Regions from separate parts of the Mus musculus genome. Here all the other regions are linked to region 3. Evidence: chromatin contacts called from public HiChIP or PLAC-seq and promoter capture Hi-C data. All regions are on one chromosome and are shown on one strand. The core of a region is the stretch at or near the end of the contact, and the rest is flanking DNA. Distances in the headings are between cores, read along the strand shown. Region 1 overlaps Slc23a2 (solute carrier family 23 (nucleobase transporters), member 2). Region 2 holds the start of 4930402H24Rik (RIKEN cDNA 4930402H24 gene). Region 3 holds the start of Adra1d (adrenergic receptor, alpha 1d). Region 4 holds the start of Gfra4 (glial cell line derived neurotrophic factor family receptor alpha 4). Region 5 holds the start of 4921508D12Rik (RIKEN cDNA 4921508D12 gene). Region 6 overlaps Gm14051 (a long non-coding RNA gene).

The links. Promoter capture Hi-C pulls out the DNA fragments that hold promoters and counts their contacts. HiChIP or PLAC-seq counts read pairs in DNA pulled down with a chosen protein or histone mark.
Region 1: a contact with region 3 is called in a promoter capture Hi-C map of embryonic stem cells, with 4 times the contacts expected there. The contact joins the enhancer-like site here to the promoter of Adra1d in region 3. A contact is called at or near these places in 11 of 39 promoter capture datasets (the 3T3-L1 cell line, 3T3-L1-derived adipocytes, embryonic stem cells and 5 more), 1 of 484 Hi-C or Micro-C datasets (adipose-derived mesenchymal stem cells) and 1 of 9 other capture datasets (embryonic stem cells).
Region 2: an HNF4G HiChIP or PLAC-seq map of pancreatic cancer cells shows a contact between it and region 3. The contact joins the promoter of 4930402H24Rik here to the promoter of Adra1d in region 3. A contact is called at or near these places in 3 of 39 promoter capture datasets (embryonic stem cells, hippocampal neurons and stem cell-derived epiblast-like cells) and 1 of 115 datasets of contacts at active chromatin or transcription factors (pancreatic cancer cells).
Region 4: a contact with region 3 is called in a promoter capture Hi-C map of embryonic stem cells. The contact joins the promoter of Gfra4 here to the promoter of Adra1d in region 3. A contact is called at or near these places in 4 of 39 promoter capture datasets (embryonic stem cells and stem cell-derived epiblast-like cells), 1 of 484 Hi-C or Micro-C datasets (embryonic stem cells), 5 of 115 datasets of contacts at active chromatin or transcription factors (embryonic basal ganglia, embryonic stem cells and pancreatic cancer cells) and 1 of 9 other capture datasets (liver).
Region 5: a contact with region 3 is called in a promoter capture Hi-C map of liver, with 5 times the contacts expected there. The contact joins the promoter of 4921508D12Rik here to the promoter of Adra1d in region 3. A contact is called at or near these places in 5 of 39 promoter capture datasets (cranial neural crest, liver, pre-B cells and 1 more) and 1 of 9 other capture datasets (embryonic stem cells).
Region 6: a contact with region 3 is called in a FOXA1 HiChIP or PLAC-seq map of pancreatic cancer cells. The contact joins the enhancer-like site here to the promoter of Adra1d in region 3. A contact is called at or near these places in 15 of 39 promoter capture datasets (the 3T3-L1 cell line, the HPC-7 cell line, cranial neural crest and 9 more) and 2 of 115 datasets of contacts at active chromatin or transcription factors (forebrain and pancreatic cancer cells).

The regions. Positions count from the first base shown.
Region 1 is chr2:132,097,839-132,101,143 of GRCm38.p6, forward strand. The region is part of intron 2 of Slc23a2 (solute carrier family 23 (nucleobase transporters), member 2); the gene reads right to left. It also overlaps the pseudogene Gm14052. Among named protein-coding and RNA genes, the nearest start is that of Gm14051, 44 kb to the right of the region's middle. Within about 2 kb of position 1,648, at least 83 of the 459 cell types and tissues checked have an H3K27ac peak or open chromatin away from gene starts, as enhancers often do.
Region 2 is chr2:130,838,652-130,841,884 of GRCm38.p6, forward strand. It overlaps 4930402H24Rik (RIKEN cDNA 4930402H24 gene), which reads right to left and starts at 1,494. Exons shown (of 37, transcript NM_029432.2): 1 at 1,313-1,494. The coding sequence starts at 1,395.
Region 3 is chr2:131,561,031-131,564,308 of GRCm38.p6, forward strand. It overlaps Adra1d (adrenergic receptor, alpha 1d), which reads right to left and starts at 1,467. Exons shown (of 2, transcript NM_013460.5): 1 at 46-1,467. The coding sequence starts at 1,138. Gm14285 (a long non-coding RNA gene) reads left to right here and starts at 746. Exons shown (of 3, transcript XR_374988.3): 1 at 746-830; 2 at 1,659-1,764; 3 at 1,917-3,278.
Region 4 is chr2:131,041,346-131,044,596 of GRCm38.p6, forward strand. Gfra4 (glial cell line derived neurotrophic factor family receptor alpha 4) reads right to left here and starts at 1,337. Exons shown (of 6, transcript NM_020014.2): 1 at 1,265-1,337; 2 at 50-413. The coding sequence starts at 1,337.
Region 5 is chr2:132,423,229-132,426,594 of GRCm38.p6, forward strand. It overlaps 4921508D12Rik (RIKEN cDNA 4921508D12 gene), which reads left to right and starts at 1,513. Exons shown (of 4, transcript NR_045802.1): 1 at 1,513-1,637. RefSeq lists an enhancer at 3,226-3,366.
Region 6 is chr2:132,205,056-132,208,066 of GRCm38.p6, forward strand. All of the region lies in intron 2 of Gm14051 (a long non-coding RNA gene), which reads left to right. Among named protein-coding and RNA genes, the nearest start is that of Tmem230, 41 kb to the right of the region's middle. Within about 2 kb of position 1,441, at least 36 of the 459 cell types and tissues checked have an H3K27ac peak or open chromatin away from gene starts, as enhancers often do. A contact at or near this core is called in pancreatic cancer cells, where this site is marked.

The sequences.
Region 1 (3,305 bases), core at 398-2,897, 540 kb after region 3:
TACCTTTTGGGGAACACGGGTGTTTTGGAACTAGGAGGAGATAGTAGTTACATAACAGTGTATGTATGTGTGTATGTGTATGTGTGTGTGTGTGTGTGTGTGTGTGTATGTATGTATATATATATATATATATATATATAATGTCTCTGACAACTCTATTTCAAATTTTATATTATATACACTGTACCTCAAAGACAAATTTTTTGAGATAGGTTCAAAATGTAGCTCAAGCTAGCCTTACACTCCAGAGCCTCTCTAGCTTTGGCCTTCTGAATCCTGGACTACAACAAAGTAGCACCACTGTAGCCAATCTCACTAAACTCTAAATTTTAAAAGGGTTCCAAATACAGATTTTGGCAAGAGTCCACAATTCCAACTGTCCTTCTGACTCTGTCTATTCATATTCACACAACAGATGCTCCTTGGGCTACACAAAAGCTCAGATGCTTATTTCAATGACCCTAGCTATGTCCCGGGCAAATAAGACTCAATCCTGATGCTCTACAGGATGCCCATCGAGGGTGAGCACTGGTGTCAGGCTAGGAAATTCCAGCTTAACTCAAGAGGCCTTGGGGAGCCAGGAGGGGGGCCAAGCACAGACACTGAAATGCTTTTTAAGCTTTCTAAGATTTGATTTTGATCTGCACTAATAACGTGGCTTGTAGGGTGGTTGAGGAAGTGGCTCTGAGCAGAGCTGATGTTGAGCTGATGTGGGCAGTGAGGTGCTGCCGGATGAAGACGGTCTTGCAGGGGTAGGGTTGGGCTTCTGGGCATACCGGTTCCACATCACTGAGATGAGAGACACAAAACATTTTAAGTTCAGTCCCTAGCACTCACACAGTCTTGTACCAGGGGATCTAGGCACTGTCTGTATGTGATTCACAGTCATATATTCAGGCAAAGCATCCATCAATACAAAATACAGGTTAAAGAAAAGAAGGAAAATGGCTGTGCTTCTGACCCAGCTTCAAGGGGCTGTGTCTAGTGTTTTGCCTGAAGAGTCTGGGAGCTGTGGAGAACAGCACCTGGGGAGAGACCTAGCTAAGCTGGCTTTCACAGCCAATCCGCTCATTAATCTATTAATTGCATTCACAAACAGATTATCTATTCAAAAGAGCAGAACTCTAGTCTTCTCTTCAAAGTCCTACTTGGTACCATCTCTTCATATTTCCTAATGGGGATTACATTTCAAAATAAGTTTTAGAGGAACCAGACCACACCGAGGCCACAGCATGCAGCTAGCTCTAAGCCAGTGCTTGTAAGCCTCTCTTTGTAGAGAAGATGTTGAAATTCATGACCCAAGGGCTTGGTAAGTGCCAGACACATTAGTCATCCTTATTGCCATCCATCCCTCTCTATGTAAAGCTGGACGCAGCCTACAGGGCCAGGAACAGCCACGTCGCAAGTAGCATTAAAGGAACAGGTGAGATACAACCCAACAGGAATACCCAGAGGAGACCCCGCGGAGAGGAGCAAGAGCCTGTGCACTCTTGCTGAGCAGCAGCTCCTGCAGCGCACTCTGATGGAATGTGGCCGTTAGGTGTTGCAGAGGTCTGTAAGAAGAACAGAGGCTTTAAGACAGGAATCCCCAGGGCCAGAGCTCCCCAGTCCTGAGGAGCTACTGGCTGTTGATGGAGAGTCAGTTTCCTTATGATGTGAGTCACGGGTGGTCAACCACACAGCAGGGCAGTCAACTCCCAAGACAAGCTGGGCAACACAAACTTGATTCAGTGGGAAAAGAAAACAAAAGAGAAATCTCAGAGTTGGGTAGCCAGGGGTAAGAGGACTTTGCAGGGGGTGGGAGCAGGGGGGATGAGTATGTTCAAATTACATTTGTATAAAATTCTCAAAGAACCATCAACCAGTTTCAGGTAGCTAATGTATGTTAGATCTGAACTACATCTCCTAACAGCACAGTTTTGGAGAGAAAATGAAGACTCTCTCCAGAACACAGTAAGCACTGGAATGGTTTTAAAAACATTAATTGATATTGAACTCGAGTTGGAAGAGGCGAGTCCGGTCTCAAAATGGAGGGCCATGATCCAAAGGAACCAGAGCAGCTGAGGAAGCTGCTTATTGGTGGTCTGAGCTTTGAAACCACAGATGATAGCTTAAGAGAACATTTTGAGAAATGGGGCACACTTACAGACTGTGTGGTAATGAGAGATCCCCACACAAAACGTTCCTGAGGCTTTGGTTTTGTGACCTACTCTCGTGTTGAAGAGGTGGATGCTGCAATGTGTGCTCGGCCACACAAGGTTGATGGGCGTGTGGTGGAACCAACGAGAGCTGTTTCTAGAGAGGACTCTGTAAAGCCTGGCGCCCATTTAACAGTGAAGAAAACTTTTGTTGGTGGTATTAAAGAGGATACGGAAGAATATAACCTGAGAGACTACTTTGAAAAGTATGGCAAGATTGAAACCATAGAGGTTAAGGAAGACAGGCAGAGTGGGAAAAAGAGAAGATTTGCTTTTGTAACTTGTGATGATCATGACAAAGTTGATAAAATTGTTGTTCAGAAATACCACACGATTGATGGGCATAACTGTGAAGTGGAAAAGGCCCTTTCTAAACACGAGCTGCAGTCTGCTGGATCTCAGAGAGGCCGTGGAGGTGGAGCTGGCAGCTTTATGGGTCGTGGAGGAAACTTTGGAGGAAGAGGTGGCTATGGTGGTAGAGGTGGTGGCAGCAGAGGTAGTTATGGAGGTGGTGATGGTGGACATAAAGGATTTGGAGGTGATGGTGGCAGCTATGGTGGTGGTCCTGGTTACAGCAGTAGAGGAGGTTATGGAGGTGGTGACCAGGATATGGAAACTAGGGTGGTGGATATGGTGGTGGAGGAGGAGGATACGATGGTTACAATGAAGGAGGAAATTTTGGTGGAGGTGACTATGCTGGAGGTGGGAACTATAATGACTTTGGAAATTATAGTGGACAGCAACAATCAAATTATGGACTCATGAAGGGGGGCAGTTTTGGTGGAAGAAGCTCAGGCAGTCCCTATGGTAGTTGCTATGGATCTGGAGGTAGAAGTGGTGGATATGGTAGCAGAAGGTTTTAAAATAAAACAGAAACGGCTACAGTTCTTAGCAGGAGAGAGAGCGAGGAGTTGTCAGGAAACCTGCAGGTTACTTTGAGACAGTCGCCCCAAATGCATTAGAGGAACTGTAAAAATCTGCCACAGAAGGAACGATGATCCATAGTCAGAAAAATTACTGCAGCTTAAACAGGAAACCCTTCTTGTTCAGGACTGTCATAGCCACAGTTTGCAAAAAGTGCAGCTATTGATTAATGCAATGTAGTGT
Region 2 (3,233 bases), core at 244-2,743, 720 kb before region 3:
GTCATTTTCATTCTTCATAGTTTTGATAAAAGACAACAAAACTCTACAAAACACAAGGCTAGATGTGCTATAGCACTTGTCCAGCAAAAGCAATGTATTGGGATTTGACCCTCAATACTAGAAAGAAACACACACACACAGACAGAGAGAGAGAGAAGAGAGAGACAGACATGAGAGAGGAGAGAGAGAGAGAGAGAGAGAGAGAACACAATACAACACTCAATCAAGAACACAGAAAAAGCCGGCCAGACACGGTGGCACAGACTCAGCATTCAGGAGGCAGAGGCAGGTGGATCTTTTCGGGTTCAAGGTCAGCCTGGTCTACAGTGAGACCCGGTCTCAATTAAAAAAAAAAAAAAAGACAGAAAATAGGATAAGCTATTCTAATATTAGTTGACAACCCCCACTCAAGGGAACAATAGCATATTGCTTTGCCAAATGGCTGCAAGTAAGCAAACAAAAAAGGCCTCTTCTGGTTTAATGACAGGTTAGCAGTACCCAAACCCCAATGACTCCTCCCTTCCCTTTCTTATAGGCTCCTACTGCAACACCTCCACCACTCCAACCTCCGCGTTTCTCTGGCAGCCGCATACTAGCTCCTTCACAAACAAAGCCCGGACGGCTATCAAGGTCAGCCCCAAAGACAGAGAGCAGAAATTGGAAACAGATCTTCTGTATGGAAAAGGGCAGGGCAGCACTCCCTAATATCAACTCCCCTTCCAGTCCACCCGCACTCCTTATCACGAACCTAGTGTCAGCCGCTCTGGGGGGTTCCGAGCCTCCTTTTCCCTCTCCATCCAGTTTCCTTTTTCTTCCTGCGCCCCCAATGACCTTCAAGCCCCTGAAACAGGTGCTCCCCAAGGGAAAGGGGTTGGATGCAGTGGCCAGGGACAGGTGAGCGGAGTTCCCTGTACACGCAGGGGACTGGAAACTCTATAATCGAGCGGCAGTCTGGGGCAAAGGGTCTGGACACCTAGGAGCAAAGGGGTTTACGCGGCAGTTTCGGGAGCTCCACTCGCGTGAACACAGGGCCTCTAGCGGTGGGCTGTCGGTGGGGAAGGTTTAAGGGAAAACCGGTCCATGGGGTGGGGATGTCACAATGGGGTCTTCCCGGAAACCGCAGTGGGTTGTCGAGCTACAGACATAGCAGGGTCCCTCCAGAAGGCCGCCTGTCCCTGGGCAAACGTTCTTCTCAGAGCCGTTTGAAACAATCCTCCGCAAGGAAGCCATATCAGACCACGCCCTGCCGCCCGAGGCGTAGCCGCCCCAAGGCGCATCCCGGGCCACCCTCGGCTGTCTCGACGCGGCATACCTGACGGAGGCCGCCCCACTGCCAAAGGTGCCAGCGAAGCGCGCGGGGGACAGCCCCAGCTGCTGGGGGTCGAACGAGTCCATGGAGGCTGGCGGCGTAGGACCTGGGGGCCGCGGAGGGTCGCTGGGGCCGGCACCGCTGCGGGCCAGCGGCAGGGCGGAGCGAGGGTGCGCCAAGGGGGCGGGGTCGGCGCGCGCGGGCACGCGGGGGCGGGGCGGGAGCGCGCGCAGCGGGGGCGTCAGTGTGAGTCCGGCCCAGCGCCGCACCGTGCTGCGGAGGAGCCAGACGGACTTGGGGTGCGGGCCGCCAGGCGCAGGCTCCGGGACACCACACCTCCGGGCCCTAAGGTCTCTCAGTGCGGTGAGGGTTCTGCGGGAGCTACAGCCACGCTCGCGGACGCGCCCGGGGCGGGGTCTCGCTCCCGCGAGGGCCGGGCTAGGCTTCTTCTGGTCTGTATTTGGCTTTATCTCTAGGTGTCCTGGACCGCTGCCTGGCTACAGTTATCTGTTTCACATCAGTTGCCTATCCATCCTTGGAACGTTCGGCCCCTTAGCGATGCGGCCTGTTGAGAGCACTGGCATCAGTGTGCTCACAGTATCCCAGGAGACGCCTGCCTTTGCAGTTCAGAGTCTGGATAGAATTGTTTCCAGCTGTGGGTCGGTGGGCCAGAAAAAATCTCAGAGCCCAAGTTCCTTCCTGCATAAAGTGGAGAGTTGCTTACTATATACAAGGTCTACTTTAGCATCACATATCGACCTTGTCAAGATGTCCTACGTGTCCTAAATTCATCTTTTCATGGTAAATTATAACACCACAAGACTAGTTTCCCTGCTACAATGATCAGCCTTTGAATTATTTATAAATAGTACTGGCTGAAAAAAATCCTTCTTCCACTCATAAAGATTTTAACAATCCCCAAGGTATCTCTTGCAGGTTTGAAAAAGAGAAGGAACTAAAATGCTTATTTTTATACTTAAAGGAAAATAAAATTTTGCCTTCAGACCCAACTCGTGAATGTGTAACCATTGTTTAGAGGTAACCAACACAGTATCTGAAAATCAGCCAATCAGAGACAGCCTCTCTTCAGGGGCTTCCAAATCAGCCAGTTATCAACAGCTTCTGAAACCCAGCTAATCATTGACAGCAGCCCAATCAGCAGCGCAATGACCAGGCTTCCGAATGAAAGAGCCTTTCTTAGCTGCTTTGTTCTGTAGACCACTGTTAACAGCCAGGAGACTGTAAATTGCTAAACAGTCAATTTATTGAAACACCTCGAGCTTTTACGCACCCAGTCATTATATACATCTCCAGCTCTGTTAATCAGCTTTGAGAATACATCTTTTCTCTACAAGCAAATGTGATATTCACCTTCTTCCTTCCTCCTCCATTTGGTATGTTTTATGTAGCCTAGGCTGACCTTGAACCCCTGAACTTGAACCCTTGAACTCTTGCTTCAACCTCCTAAATTCTGAGATTACAGGCCTGCATCATCATGTCCAGATGGAAGGCTACTACAATTTGTAGCACAGAACAAAATTGTGTGCCTTTGGTTGCTTGGCCAATGTCGTGGTATGCAGATATCACATCTTTTGTATTCATTTATCAGTTAATGAATATAGAAGCTTTTTTCCACACTTTCTGTGCCTTAGCTTAATGCCAATATGACCAAATACCGAAAGTTTTTGTGTAGACATGTTTTTAATTCTCCTGTATATGTAGTATACTCCTAGAAGTGTACTGCTTGATTATACTGAAAGTCTGTGTTTAATAATTTGAGGCATCTTTTTGTTTTCCAAAAAAGCTGCACCATTTATATTCACATTACCTAGGTGAGAGAGTCCCAATTGTTCCACGCGTTTCCAAACATTTAATATCTATCTTTGGATCGTAGTCATCTTACTGGATATGAGGCTGTAGTTTC
Region 3 (3,278 bases), core at 217-2,716:
AGGACCGCCCAGAGGGGAAGGGTCTAAAGTGAGGGAATCACTCACCCAGAGGCAGGACGAAGAAAAAGGGGAACCAGCACAGGACGAAGACACCCACGACGATGGCTAGGGTCTTGGCAGCCTTTTTCTCGCGGGAAAACTTGAGCAGCCTTACGGAGAGCGAGCTGCGCAAGGTGTGCCCCTTGCTACTCTGTGTCCCTGGATTTCCTTTGGCGCTAGTGGCTGCGCCGCGACAGTGGATCCTCAGAACCACCTCAGAGGCCTTGCCCGGCTCCCTCTTGATGCCCGCCTCGAGGCTGCGCGTGGTGCTGCGCGCGACCACATACACGCGGCAGTACATGACCACGATCACTGCCATGGGGAGGTAGAAGGAGCATACGGAAGAGAAGATCGCATAGCCCACCTCCTCGGTGATGCCGCAGAAACGCTCATCCGGGGGCACTGGTTCCTTCCAACCTAGTAGCGGTCCCACAGATACCACCAAGGCCACCGCCCAGAGCAGAGCCAGAATGGCAGCGGCCTTGCGTTCTGTCATAATGGCTGGATACTTGAGCGAGTGGCGCACACCCACGTACCGGTCCACAGAGATGGTGCAGAGGCTAAGGATGGAGGCAGTGCAGCATAGCACGTCCACCGCGGCCCATACGTCGCAGAAGGTCCGGCCGAAGGCCCAGAAGCCTAGAACCTCCATAGTGGCTGAGAAGGGCAACACAGCTGCACTCAGTAGCAGGTCAGCCACTGCTAGGTTCACGATGAAATAGTTGGTGACCGTCTGCAAGTGGCGGTTGCAGGCCACGGAGAGGATGACGAGAAGGTTGCCCGCCACAGCGGTGAGGATGAAGGCGGCTAGGAAGACACCCACTCCCACGCCCTGAGCACTCACCACTAGCCCCCCGACGGCCGCCGAGCCATTCACCTCGCCGCTTGCCGCGGCCCCCGCTTCTGCCGTGGAGCTCTGGTTGTCCTCGCCGCTGCCGGTTCCCACCACAGCGCTACCGCCTGTGGCACCCGGCACGCCGCCCACCGCCGGACCCTCGGGGCCAACCGTGCCAGCTCCGCCGCCCGCGCCGGAGCCCCCAGTGCTACTGCTCGCCCGGGGTCCTTCGAAAGTGACGCTCAGGATGTCGCGGAAAGTCATCTCACGGCGCAGCCGTCGGGGCCCGAGCCCAGGCACAGGGCGAGCAAGTGGCGGGGAGGGAGCCCGCGGGCATCGCCGCAGCGCCCGAGCCAGCCCCGCGCGCCGGTCCCGTCGGTCCTGCCCAAGTTCCCGCGGCAGAGGGGCCGCAGGGGAGCGGTGCTGCAGGGAGAGCGGGGCGGAGGTCACCAGGCCGTGAAGGTCCCAACGGGAACGGGCTCTGGCGGTGGCTGCAGAGTCACAAGAAAACAAGGGCCGGGGCCGGCTCCCTGCTCCCTGCTCCCCTCTCCAAGCGTGTCCTGGCGAGCGGTGGCTCCTCCGGGAGCGTCAGTGCAGGCGGCGGCCTCTGCAGCGCAGGGGACTCTGCGCGGGGGCGGGACGGAGGAGGGGCGGCGGGGAGGGAGGAGGGGGCGGCCGGCGCGAGCCAGCGAAGGGGCTCCGCGCGTCCAGCGGCTGCGGGGGTCCTCGCCGGTGCTCACGACCGTCCTCTGCCCTAGCTGTCCCCTTATCCTCCTTTCCTCAGCTCTCCTGCACCCCGGCTTTTGCCCCAGCGCTCCTCGCTGCCTCCCTTCCTCTCTCTGGACTTGCGGTCACTCTCTGCTTGCCCTTGCCCTAGCGGAGCATACAAGGTGCGATTCCCCGGGACTCCGGGCTCCCGGCTTCTGCCGCCAGAGAGCAGCAAGAGCCCAGGATCTGTGGGTTCAGGGCTGGATGATTTAAAAAAAACGCTGCCACTTGAGAACGTCTGGATGCGGTTTGATGCCCCTCCTCTTTTTTCTAGGGCAACTGGCCAGCCCAAGATCTCAAAACCCACTATGGTGCGATGGTGGCATTGAGACAGCCCTGAAGGGGTCAAGATGCTTGGGCGCGGGTTGAAGATGGGCGTGACTGGCGTGAGACCAGATGGTGTGGTCACAGCCCTAGGACTTTGCCCGTACTCTGAATAATACCAACTTTGGCCCTGCAACTCTACTCTGCATCAGAAGTCAGAATAAATCTTCCTGTTGCTACTCGAAGTACTCGGGACTCCCTCTGGGCAGAAAAGGTCACGTTCTGGAGGGTGGGAAAGGTTACTGCAGGGTGCTTAACAGGGAGGGAGCAGAGTAGCTTGCCTCCACCATTCAGGCTCCGGCGTCTTGTGCCTCGGTTCCCCACATGTGAAAACGAGAGTAAGATTCACTGTGTTAGCAGCGCCACCAAAGTAGTGCCCATACTTCTCAGAAGAGTGGAGAATAGTGGGGTAAAGCCTGAACACGAAGAACAGAGGGGAGAGGGGACGGGGCTGTGCTAGGAAGCAGGGACGCAAGGGAAAGAGAAGGGAGGGAGGAGGACCAATAGGGAGAGACACAATGCCACTGGACCACCCCAGGCAACTGTACTTACATGGTGCACATAAACTGGCCTCCTCAGGCAACTGTACTTACATGGTGCACATAAACTCATGTAGGCACACACATGATGTGCGCGAGCACACACACACACAAGTGCAGGCACAAATACATCTTCAAAACACTACCTTTCATTCTTCATCATTTCTTCCTTTCCTTGACTTGGCTTATGGAAGCGAGGCCATAGAGATGCGGGAGGATGCTCTGAAAATGTCATGTGCATGTCCTTGGTGCCTGGTTTATTCCTTGTTGCAGATGGTGGGATGGTAGAAGCAATGAAAGCCTCAGTTGTGTTGTGACATGAGCTTTCTTCTTCTCCCATCCTGCAGACCATTCACTGAACTCGATCCACAAGAGCTGAGCCCTTGGCAGGCAAAGTATGACTTATACACACACTGCCTTCCTAAGGCAGATATTCTGATAGGAGCTTGTACCTGGGGAGTGAATACTGGAATTGTCTTACTGTAGGGTCTTCAGCAATTCTTACTGTAGGGTCTTCAGCAACTCTCTGGGACCATTGCCTTCTTTACAGCTGAGGGCAAATGGAATTGGAATAGAACAGAATAAAGCAGTGGGATTCTGGCTTCAAAGCAAGACTTCAAACCAGCATCTTAGAGAAGTGTTGGCTGGATTGGGGCAATCTAAGTCTGACCCTCTGGGCCCTCCTTGCAAGTCTCCCCACTGGTTCTCAAAGCACTGTGAGCTCCTGGAGGCTCATGGGCATAGCGCTGGCTCCCTGATCCTGGAGAACCTGC
Region 4 (3,251 bases), core at 87-2,586, 520 kb before region 3:
GCGCGCCCGGACGCGGGTGAGCGGCCCAGCCCGCCCCGCACGCACGCACCGGCACAGGCGGCTGCGCTCGCAGCGCTCCAGGGGCTCCAGGCAAGAGGGCGGCACCAACCCCGGGCCGGAGAACGCGCAGGCGGGCGCGAAAGTCTGGCGCCGGCGCTCGGCGCACGCGGAGCCTTCGCAGCCGCAGAAGAGCAGCGCATGCGTGAGCGCCGGAGGCCCACGCGCGAAGAAGCGGCGCAGGGCTCGGCGGCAGCGGGAGCGCACGCAGCCCCCGGGTCCCGGCCTGCCCCCGGGCGCTGCCCGGCCCAGGCATCGTGCCACGTACTCAGAGCGCAGCTGCTGGCACCGCTCGTCTGCTGTACACGCCTCGGCCGCGTCCACGCAGCGATTCCCGTCGGTAAAGCTCGCAGACCCTGGTGAAGGGCGGGCAGGCTGCAGTCCTCCGTGCTTGGTTCTCCACATTCCACACCCTTGAATTTTTGGGGAAGGGGTACCCAAACCCAAGGGGAGAGAGTGTGGCCCATAGGCGTGACCCGTTGATCTTGAAGAAGGGGCATGAGCAGGCACTAGGGATATCTATCTACCCAGGATGTGAATGGATGCAGTATTCAGAGATTGGGCCTGACCTTTCCCCAGAAGCTGAGGTTCAGCCTCCACCACCATCTCCAGAAATGGCCCATGCATCCACAGAGGGGCTACTGGGCCCCTACTATCCTCCCCAGCTCTGCCTGACAGGACACTGAGGCTTAATGGACACATTAATCATAGCACTCCCCATTCTCCTCTTGACACGCGGATGGTCCCTTCTCTGACACATGGAAACCCCGTGAGTATATCTACAGGTTTCTGGCCCTCCTCCCATCCTGACCTGTGCCTCCTGACCCCTGTCCACATGCTTCTTTATTGGTCTAACTCAGCTCAATGAGAGGGACTCTGGCTCCGGACCACAGAAGGGGATTGTGAGCATTGGATTCTCGACAGGTATTGTATATTGAACAGCACATTCAGACCCTGGCTTCCAGAAGTAGATTCAGACAGACCAGACCCCTGATGGCAGACCGTCCTGAGACAGACCTGACCGTTTATCAGTAGTTTCAGTGAAGACTTATATAACTTATGTCACAGATGACAACCCATTCCGGGGAAAGAGAATGCCTGCCTCTGTTGGAGTAGCAGCTGTGTCCGAACTTGCCAGTGGACATACGTAAATCCAGCCAAGTCACCAAATTCAGGTTTATGACACTTCCTTTTCCCACCTTCTTACCTCTCTGGCTTCCCAGACCCAGGAAAATCGCCTGACCTGGCCTCTCATCCATCAAATGTGCTCTTCTCAACATGGCGTGTCTCTGCTCTAAGAGCCACCATGAATCAGTAGGGGACTCCCAAGAGCAGGAGCTCTGAGGACCACATTTGGTCAGGGGGAGGAAAGGAAAAAGAAAATCCCCGGGGCACAGGTATCAAGGCTAGATTTGGGAAGGGTGGCTCAGCTGAATGGGAAGATGGGGTACAAGGCATTGCACAGCGGGGGTGGCATATTGCGACAGATCCTCGGCCACAAAGCACAAGCCAATTTTGAGCATCCCTTCAGCAACCCAGCCTTTTCTTTGGTCACTTTTACAATCCCACCTTGTCCCTGATGGTTAGGGCTAGAGAGGGCAGGGGCCAGGGCCAGGGCCAAGGAGGAGACAGGCTCTCACCCAGCAGCAACAACAGCAGCAGTGCAGACTCCATGCAGTGGGCCATGACGATTGGCAGAGAGAGCCCCAGTTGGACAGATGTCTCTTCCTAGGACCAGCTAAGCCTGGAAGGCAGCAGGCACCTGCTGACAGGTGCACTCCCAGCTTTAGAGAGGAAATAACATCCTGCTCTCTTCACTCTGTCTCCACCCCCGGACAGCACCTTCAGGTGGATCCAAAGTCACTAAGCCAGGGCCTGAAGTTACTGGATAGATCCAGAGTACTGGACTGCCTGCTGTGCACAAGCCATTGGCTCCTAGTGGGAACAGTTAGTTTCTCCTGGGGACAGGGGTAGGGGAACTTCTTGAGACTCAAAAATTAAGCAAGAATTAAACCTCTCAAGTCCAGAAGAGCTGAAACATGTGAGATTCACAAGGCCTCTCCTCAGGGTTACAGGCAACGGCTGAAAGAAGACATCCCAGCAGGCAGGCTACCCGCCAGCCCTGCACTGCTCTAGGCTCACCACCCATGTCTAAGTGGGTGATTTTTGACAATTATACCCCTGTAAGTAATTCCAATAAACTCAAATAATGAGTAAAAATAATAATAACAAATTCCCCCCAAATAAGTATTTGCCAAGTTGAACTTTGATGGATTTATTTCTCTGGCCCAGTGTCAGTTGCCTGTCTAAGATGAAGAGGCATGTGTGTTGTCTCTCCTCAGGAAGCCTCTGACAAGGCATGCACTCACCACACAGGCACATGCACACATACACACACACACACACACACACACACACACACACACACACACACACACGTGGGGTTGCTACACTCAGCTTTTAATGGTTTTGCTGGGGGTTGAACTCGGGTTCTCATGCTTGTGTGGAACTTCACCAATGATGTCATCTCCCCAGGCCCTCTGCACCAGGAACCTTGGTGTTAACCAGGGTCATTCTGTGGGAAAGGGAAAGAATTGACTGCCCAGGAAAAACAGACCAAACAAGAGGCCGTCGGGAACCATTTTACAGAGCACGAGTTGACATCTAACTCCAGGATAGGAAGGGTAACCAAGAGTTGGGAGTCCTCCTGAGGGCTCGAAGAGAGGCATTTTTGACTCCTGAGTCCCATTTCCCTTACCTTCTCAAGGTCCACCCTGCCACCATTCCCTCGAGAAGGGGAGCAACCCTTTTAGGAAGCCCGTCCCAACTTCCCCTGGATGTTTAAACTCTCCTTCACCTTATCCCCATTTTTCATAAGAATTCTCACTAGTTATTTCCTGGACTATTTCTACTGAGTTAGTCTTACATTTTCTTCTGGTCAGATTAAGACAGCATTGTAAAGCAGATTTTATGTGTCTGTATGCATGTTACCCGAGGCCAGAAGAGGGCACCAGCTCTCGGAAGGCTGGTTGCTGGAAACCAAACTCTCTTCCTCTGGAAGAGCTGGGCAGGTGTGGAGGGGGCAGGGCAGGGCAGGGCAGGGCAGGCCAGAGTGGGCTTGTTGGGGGATGGTTTTGTGCACTGTTGTTCAGATGCTGACTTCTTTACCGCAGACATCTGGTTGCAGTCTGGAA
Region 5 (3,366 bases), core at 263-2,762, 860 kb after region 3:
GGAATGTTTTATTCTTTTCGTGGAGGATGACACATATAAGTACACAGTTATACTAAGCATCAGTGGGTATGTTTTCACAAACACCCAACACTCAGGCCAATGATTAGAGCCTTCTTATACTGGATGTGTTGTATAGCTTGTAACCCTAGAATCTTGGAGATGGGGGCAGGAGTTGAGTGTTTAAGGCCAGCCTGGATTACAGAGCAAGACCCTGTTCCCCCCTAAAGTCCTCAGCCATCTCCTGCAGCACGGAGCAGCTCTGGGAATTAGTGAGTTAATATTGGCAATATTAGAACAGTACCTGGCAGGCAGTCATCACATCTCAGTCTGCCAGGAAGCTTGGCGGCTTGCTAGTGTCTGGGAGAGCACCGCTTCCTTACAAGACAGGGTTTCCCCTGCTCTGTGTGTGCACTGCAGATGGCAGGATGAGCTTCAGGATAATCAATTACTTCCTCCCACCCCCTAAGCACCAGGTGCTGCATTATAGGGCAAATGGCTCCTGTGGAATGCAACAGTTCTCTTTAGAAGAGAAAGAAATGCTCAATCAAGCTGCTGTTATCACCTCACAAAGAGCCAGATGCTGTTGGGCCTGGCAGCCAGTGCCATCCGCAAGGGACTGGCATGGCATGGCTTTATACACTGGACTAGAAACCAGGCGTCTGGGCTGACGGTTAGCAGTCCTAGACGTAGCTTCCTGTATCAACTGCACAGAGCACAGCTAGGCTCAGGAAAGTTAATAGCCAGAGGGGAGCAGAACTGCAAGGGTTAAAATGCATTGACTAATTTTACAAAATATGAAAAGGGCCTGGAGAGGTGGCTCAGTGGTTGAGAGCTTTGGTGCTCCTTCAGAGGACCTGGGTTTGGTTCCCAGCACCCATATGTCAATCAAATCTGTAACTCTAGTGCCAGAATATGCATGTCCTCTTTCTGCCTCCTCGGGGACCAAGAACCGTATATACATATCCCAGAAAACCACACAGACAGAATAAAAATAAATATTTTTTTTAAAAAAGCTAGGTGATGTGAGGGGTATGGAGGTCAACCTTGTGAAGGAAAATGTGGGCTGGAGAGGGAGGAGCCACAGGCTCCTGAGACTCCTTGAAGAGTCCTGATCTGTTGTACAGGGCATTAGATCTAAGATGGCTACCAGAAAACCAGTGAGACAGCAAAAAAGGAACTGAGGCAAGGGCAGTGGCTGCTTCCCCCATCTTCACGGAAGTCCCAACAGGGGATGATGCTCCCCACACACCTTCATCAGGCAGGGCTTTCACTGGAGCATGGTGACAGTGTGGCAAGATACGATTGGCTGAAGATCTACCGGGCTTGGGATTGGCTCAAACACTGTGTATAAGCTTATGTGCAATAAACTCAGGTCTATACCCTGATGCTGGTCTCCAGAGTCTGATTTCCCAGGATTCCTCACATGACTCCACGGCTTATAACACCTTCCACCCTCATCCTCTGGATTGTTCCCACAGGGTAGGGATGGGGGTGGGGCTGGAGAGATGGCTCAACGGTCAAGAGCTCTTAATCACTGAACCTATCTTGCCATTCCTTGAATGAATGAATTTTTAATCAAGCTTAAAATCCAGGAGAAATAAAACCGAGGAAACAAGTTGCTATGGATGAGAGCAAACGTGAGTAAGAAAAACTGGCTAGTTGTGACTGTTGATGAAGTTTCTTGTTGCAGCTGTTTTGTTGTTTTATTTTGGAGACCAGATCTCAGACTGTAGCACTGGTTGGTCTAGAATTCACTACGTTAGCCCAGGATGGCCTTGACTTTATGGCGTTCCTCTTGCCTCTCTCACTCAAGGGCTGAAACTATAGCCTGAGCCACCATGCCTGGGCTGAAAATCTGCTTAGAAAAACATAAATAAAATCGAACATGTGCTAGATAATTGGTCAGAAACAAGGAGAAAACGTACAATATTAGAAATGTCAAAAGGCTGAGTTCAAGGCCAGCCTGGTCTACAGAGTGAGTTCCAGGATAGCCAGGGCTACACAGAGAAACCCTGTCTCAAAAAAAAAAAAAAAAAAAAAAAAAAAAAGAAAGAAAGAAAGAAAGAAAGATAGATAGAAAGAGAGAAAGAAAAGTAAGAATCATCAAAATGGGAAACTTTTTAAAAATCAATGGAGTACTTTGAATAACTCTACGTAAACACATTTGATAACCTTGATGAAATAAGTGCATTTATACAAAAATACAATTCACCAATTGACTCCAATGGAGAAGGCAGAGCGTGTAATCTTTCATGGTAACTGGTTACTCAGAGAGAGTTATTTAAGTAAATTGTAGTGACGGATATCTGAGAGAAATCTTCCCCAAAGCATAATCCATCAGGATTGAGAAAATGCCGTCAGCAGCCAATTAAGCAAGGAAACTGCTCCGGCTGCTGCTGCTGCTGCGGCTGCGGCTGCTTCTGCTGCTTTATTAATAATCCAAGAAATAGTTTAGTTTTGATGGATGATCCCAGCCTGGAATTAGCGTGAGTCAGGACCAGAGTTAATCCACACTCCATGGTCACCAAAGTCCACAGGGACTTTAGCCCCAGAGTTGACAGTTGGCATCAAGCCTGTTATGAGCAATGACAGAGAATGTCAGTGACAGTCGTGCCTGTGATGTGTCCAAGGAGACACTCTGCAGCTACCCCAGTTACTCAGAGATGTCCTGTTCCCTGATGGACTAAGATTCTCAGTCACTTTGTTGTGCCTTCCCATGACAGCATTAGATCCAGAACTGTTTTTTTGTTTTGTTTTGTTTTTGTTTTTGTTTTTGTTTTTGTTTTTGTTTTTTTGTTTTTGTTTTGTTTTGTTTTGTTTTGTTTGACATGGTTTCTCTGTGTGGCCCTGGCTGTCCTGGAACTCACTCTATAGACCAGGCTGACCTCAAACTCAAGATCTGCCTGCCTCTGCCTCTGCCTCTGCCTCTGCCTCTGCCTCTGCCTCTGCCTCTGCCTCTGCCTCTGCCTCTGCCTCTGCCTCTGCCTCTGCCTCTGCCTCTGCCTCTGCCTCTGCCTCTGCCTCTGCCTCTGCCTCTGCCTCTGCCTCTGCCTCTGCCTCTGCCTCTGCCTCTGCCTCTGCCTCTGCCTCTGCCTCTGCCTCTGCCTCTGCCTCTGCCTCTGCCTCTGCCTCTGCCTCTGCCTCTGCCTCTGCCTCTGCCTCTGCCTCTGCCTCTGCCTCTGCCTCGACTTGAGTGCTGAGCTTAAAGGTGTGTACCACCACCACCCAGCTTGTCCCCTCCTTTAAAAAACCCACCTTATAAAACTTTTTGGTACAAACCCAAATGCTATAAGTTTCCTTATATTCCCTCCACTAGGGTGTCCCGAGATTCCTTTGATGTGGCCCATCTTTGCTTCTTTATCTTCT
Region 6 (3,011 bases), core at 191-2,690, 640 kb after region 3:
CTCTCTCTCTCTCTTTTTCGAGACAGGGTTTCTCTGTATAGCCCTGGCTGTCCTGGAACTCACTTTGTAGACCAGGCTGGCCTCGAACACAGAAATCTACCTGCCTCTGCCTCCCAAGTGCTGGGATTAAAGGCGTGTGCCACCACACCCGGCGAGATAGATGTTTCTTACAAATTTCTTTTTGAACACTATTCCCCAGCTTGTGGCCCAACTTTGGGAGACTGTAGAACATTTAGAAAGTGAGTCTAAGCTGCCAGAAGTATGCCGCTAGGACAAAAATCATCTGACCAAGTAGACAGAGTTGTTATTAGGTAAACAGAAACACAAACTCAGTATTCCTCGGGAATCTTGTAAGGGGTTTTGCTTTGTTTTGTTTACCAGGAAAACCACTGCTTACCTTATCTGTCCCAATAATCAACTACTTCATGAAAGGACATCTAGTTCCAAACAGCCTGGATCAGCTCAAAGACCCCCACCCCCTGCTGACCATCACGTAATGTCTGTTTGCTTTCCCACCAAGCTGATGTCCTCTACTCTCAGAGGCAGCGCCCAGTTTGTTCCCACAGTAAACTTTCCTTCCCCCGTGGAGTAGTCTAGTTTGGTGGGTTAACTGCACTCTCATTTCCACATGGTAGAGAAGGCAGGCAGAGATCATGTTTATGGTGGGAGTGTCCCATCACAGTGGACCAAAGAGCAGAGAGCAAGGGTGAATCTAGAGGCGCTCATAACCTTAAATGCCAGTGCACTAGTGCTGCCTGCCAGTCAGGTCCTGCCTCCTGAAGGTTCCATGGATTCCCACATTCCACAGTTCCACCAGCCAGGGAACAAACATTCAGAACACGGGTCTAAGAATGACATTTCAGATTCAAGCCATAACAAAGAACACTAATCCCATGACTGCATAACATTTGATGCTATGAATAACCTACTTTAAAAAAAATCTTCTGTGGAATATGTCATTTTAAAAAAGAGAGACATACCCTATAGGTGGAACAACATTATGAACTAACCAGTACCCCGGAGCTCTTGACTCTAGCTGCATATGTATCAAAAGATGGCCTAGTTGGCCATCACTGGAAAGAGAGGCCCATTGGACTTGCAAACTTTATATGCACCAGTACAGGGGAACGCCAGGCCCAAAAAGTGGGAGTGGGTGGGTAGGGGAGTTGGGGGGAGGGTATGGGGGACTTTTGGGATAGCATTGGAAATGTAAATGAGGAAAATACCTAATTAAAAAAAAGAGAGACACTACTAGGGTAAATATAGCGACAGCCGCTCCTCACACCTCAGCATTTTGCTCCTCATAGGCAGCACGAGTTAATCATGGCATTCCTTCCCCCAGCAAGGAGGTAGGCCTGATTCCATGTCAACACAGTACACTTGTACCTCGCTATCTGGAAAGTTCCAAAGCGCACTGTGTCAGCATCACCAGGGAGTCTGAGAGCAAGGCCAAACCTCAGGCCCCACCCTGAACCGCTTTAATCACATGGATATCAGCTCGCAGGTGACTCATCTCTGCAAAAGAGTACAACAAGTGCCACTTAGGCAGCCCCTACCTAAGAGTCATTCTGTGAGATGAAATGGATGCCCTCCCTATTCAGAGGTTCAGGACAAACGATTATCGGTGCATCACGTGAGGACCCAGGCTGCTTTGATTTGCAGACAAAATCAATGCCAGAGGTGTTCTTGACGTCCAGCGTTGTAGAATCAGGAGCAGACACACTGAAAGGGTGAGATGAGAAAGACTAACAGCCGCGGAGAATGAAGGTTGATTGAGACAGAAAACAAAACAAAACGAAAATATCCTTTCGCAAATAGTGTCCCAGGCAGCATAGCGTCTGTTCTGGAATATGTACTAGTTAGTGTTCTACAAGATTCTATTCCAGACTGGTTTGAGAAACACTCTGTGCTGTTTCTCTTCTTAGTAACCGAGTTAACATACGAGAAACTATAGTTTCTGAATATTCACTAAAGAAACCAGTTTCTTGCCTGGTGGTGTTAGCACACACCTTTAATCACAGTACTCAGGAGGCAGAAGCAGGTGATCTCTGTGAGTTCAAGGCTAGCCTGGTCTACAGAGTGAGTTACAGGACAGCCAAGGCTACACAGTGAAACCCTGCCTCAAAAAACAAAACAAAACAAATTGCAAAAAGTAAAAATAAGTTGGATGAGAAAAAAATTTAAGTACACTATATCACTCTTATGTATCCAAACATTTGCTAATCTAAAAGCAGATATAATATTTTAGGATTGGACCCATGTGTAAAGTACACCTTCTAAGAAAAGTTAAATATGAAAAGACATACTTTCATTGTTATTTCATTTAAATCAATAGCTACATTATACCAGTTAAATAAATAATTCAACTTGCTTCAAAAAAACAGAATCATCTAGAACCTACAAAAATTTCCAACTCAGCACATTTGGAGACCTGATATTTATTTTTTTGTTGTTGCAATTTTTAAAAGTTAAAATATGATTACAGTTCTCTTTCCCTTTCCTCCCTCCAATGTCTCCCATATCTCTTCTCTCTCTTTCCCAAATTCATGGCCTCTTTTTCTCTCATTATTGTGGTTACATGTATGTGCATGAGTATATAAATCCAACCCACTGAGCCCCTTCAGTGATGCTCCTGTTTCTATGAGTTCAGGGCTGATGGCTTGCCATATAAACAATTAGGGGCTCCTCCAGAGGAGACTGACGCTCCTTCTCAGCTTTGCAGAGAAACTGCACAAAGAATGAGCTCTTCTAGAATAAGCATAACTGGAGAGTCAGAAACCTGGGCTGTGCACTCACAGTGGATTTCAGGCGAATGCATGTCCATGGGGGCACTAAGAGCTGTGGCCCTTTCGTGAGTAAAGGACTCTATCCATGAAGCTAGGAAGCGAATTACAAGAAAACAAACCAACAAAAGTACAGCCAGAAACTACTGAAAGTAAAGCAGAAGTCAATGAAACAAATCAAACCAAATACTAATTCACTGACAGAAATACAAAATAAATAAATAAATG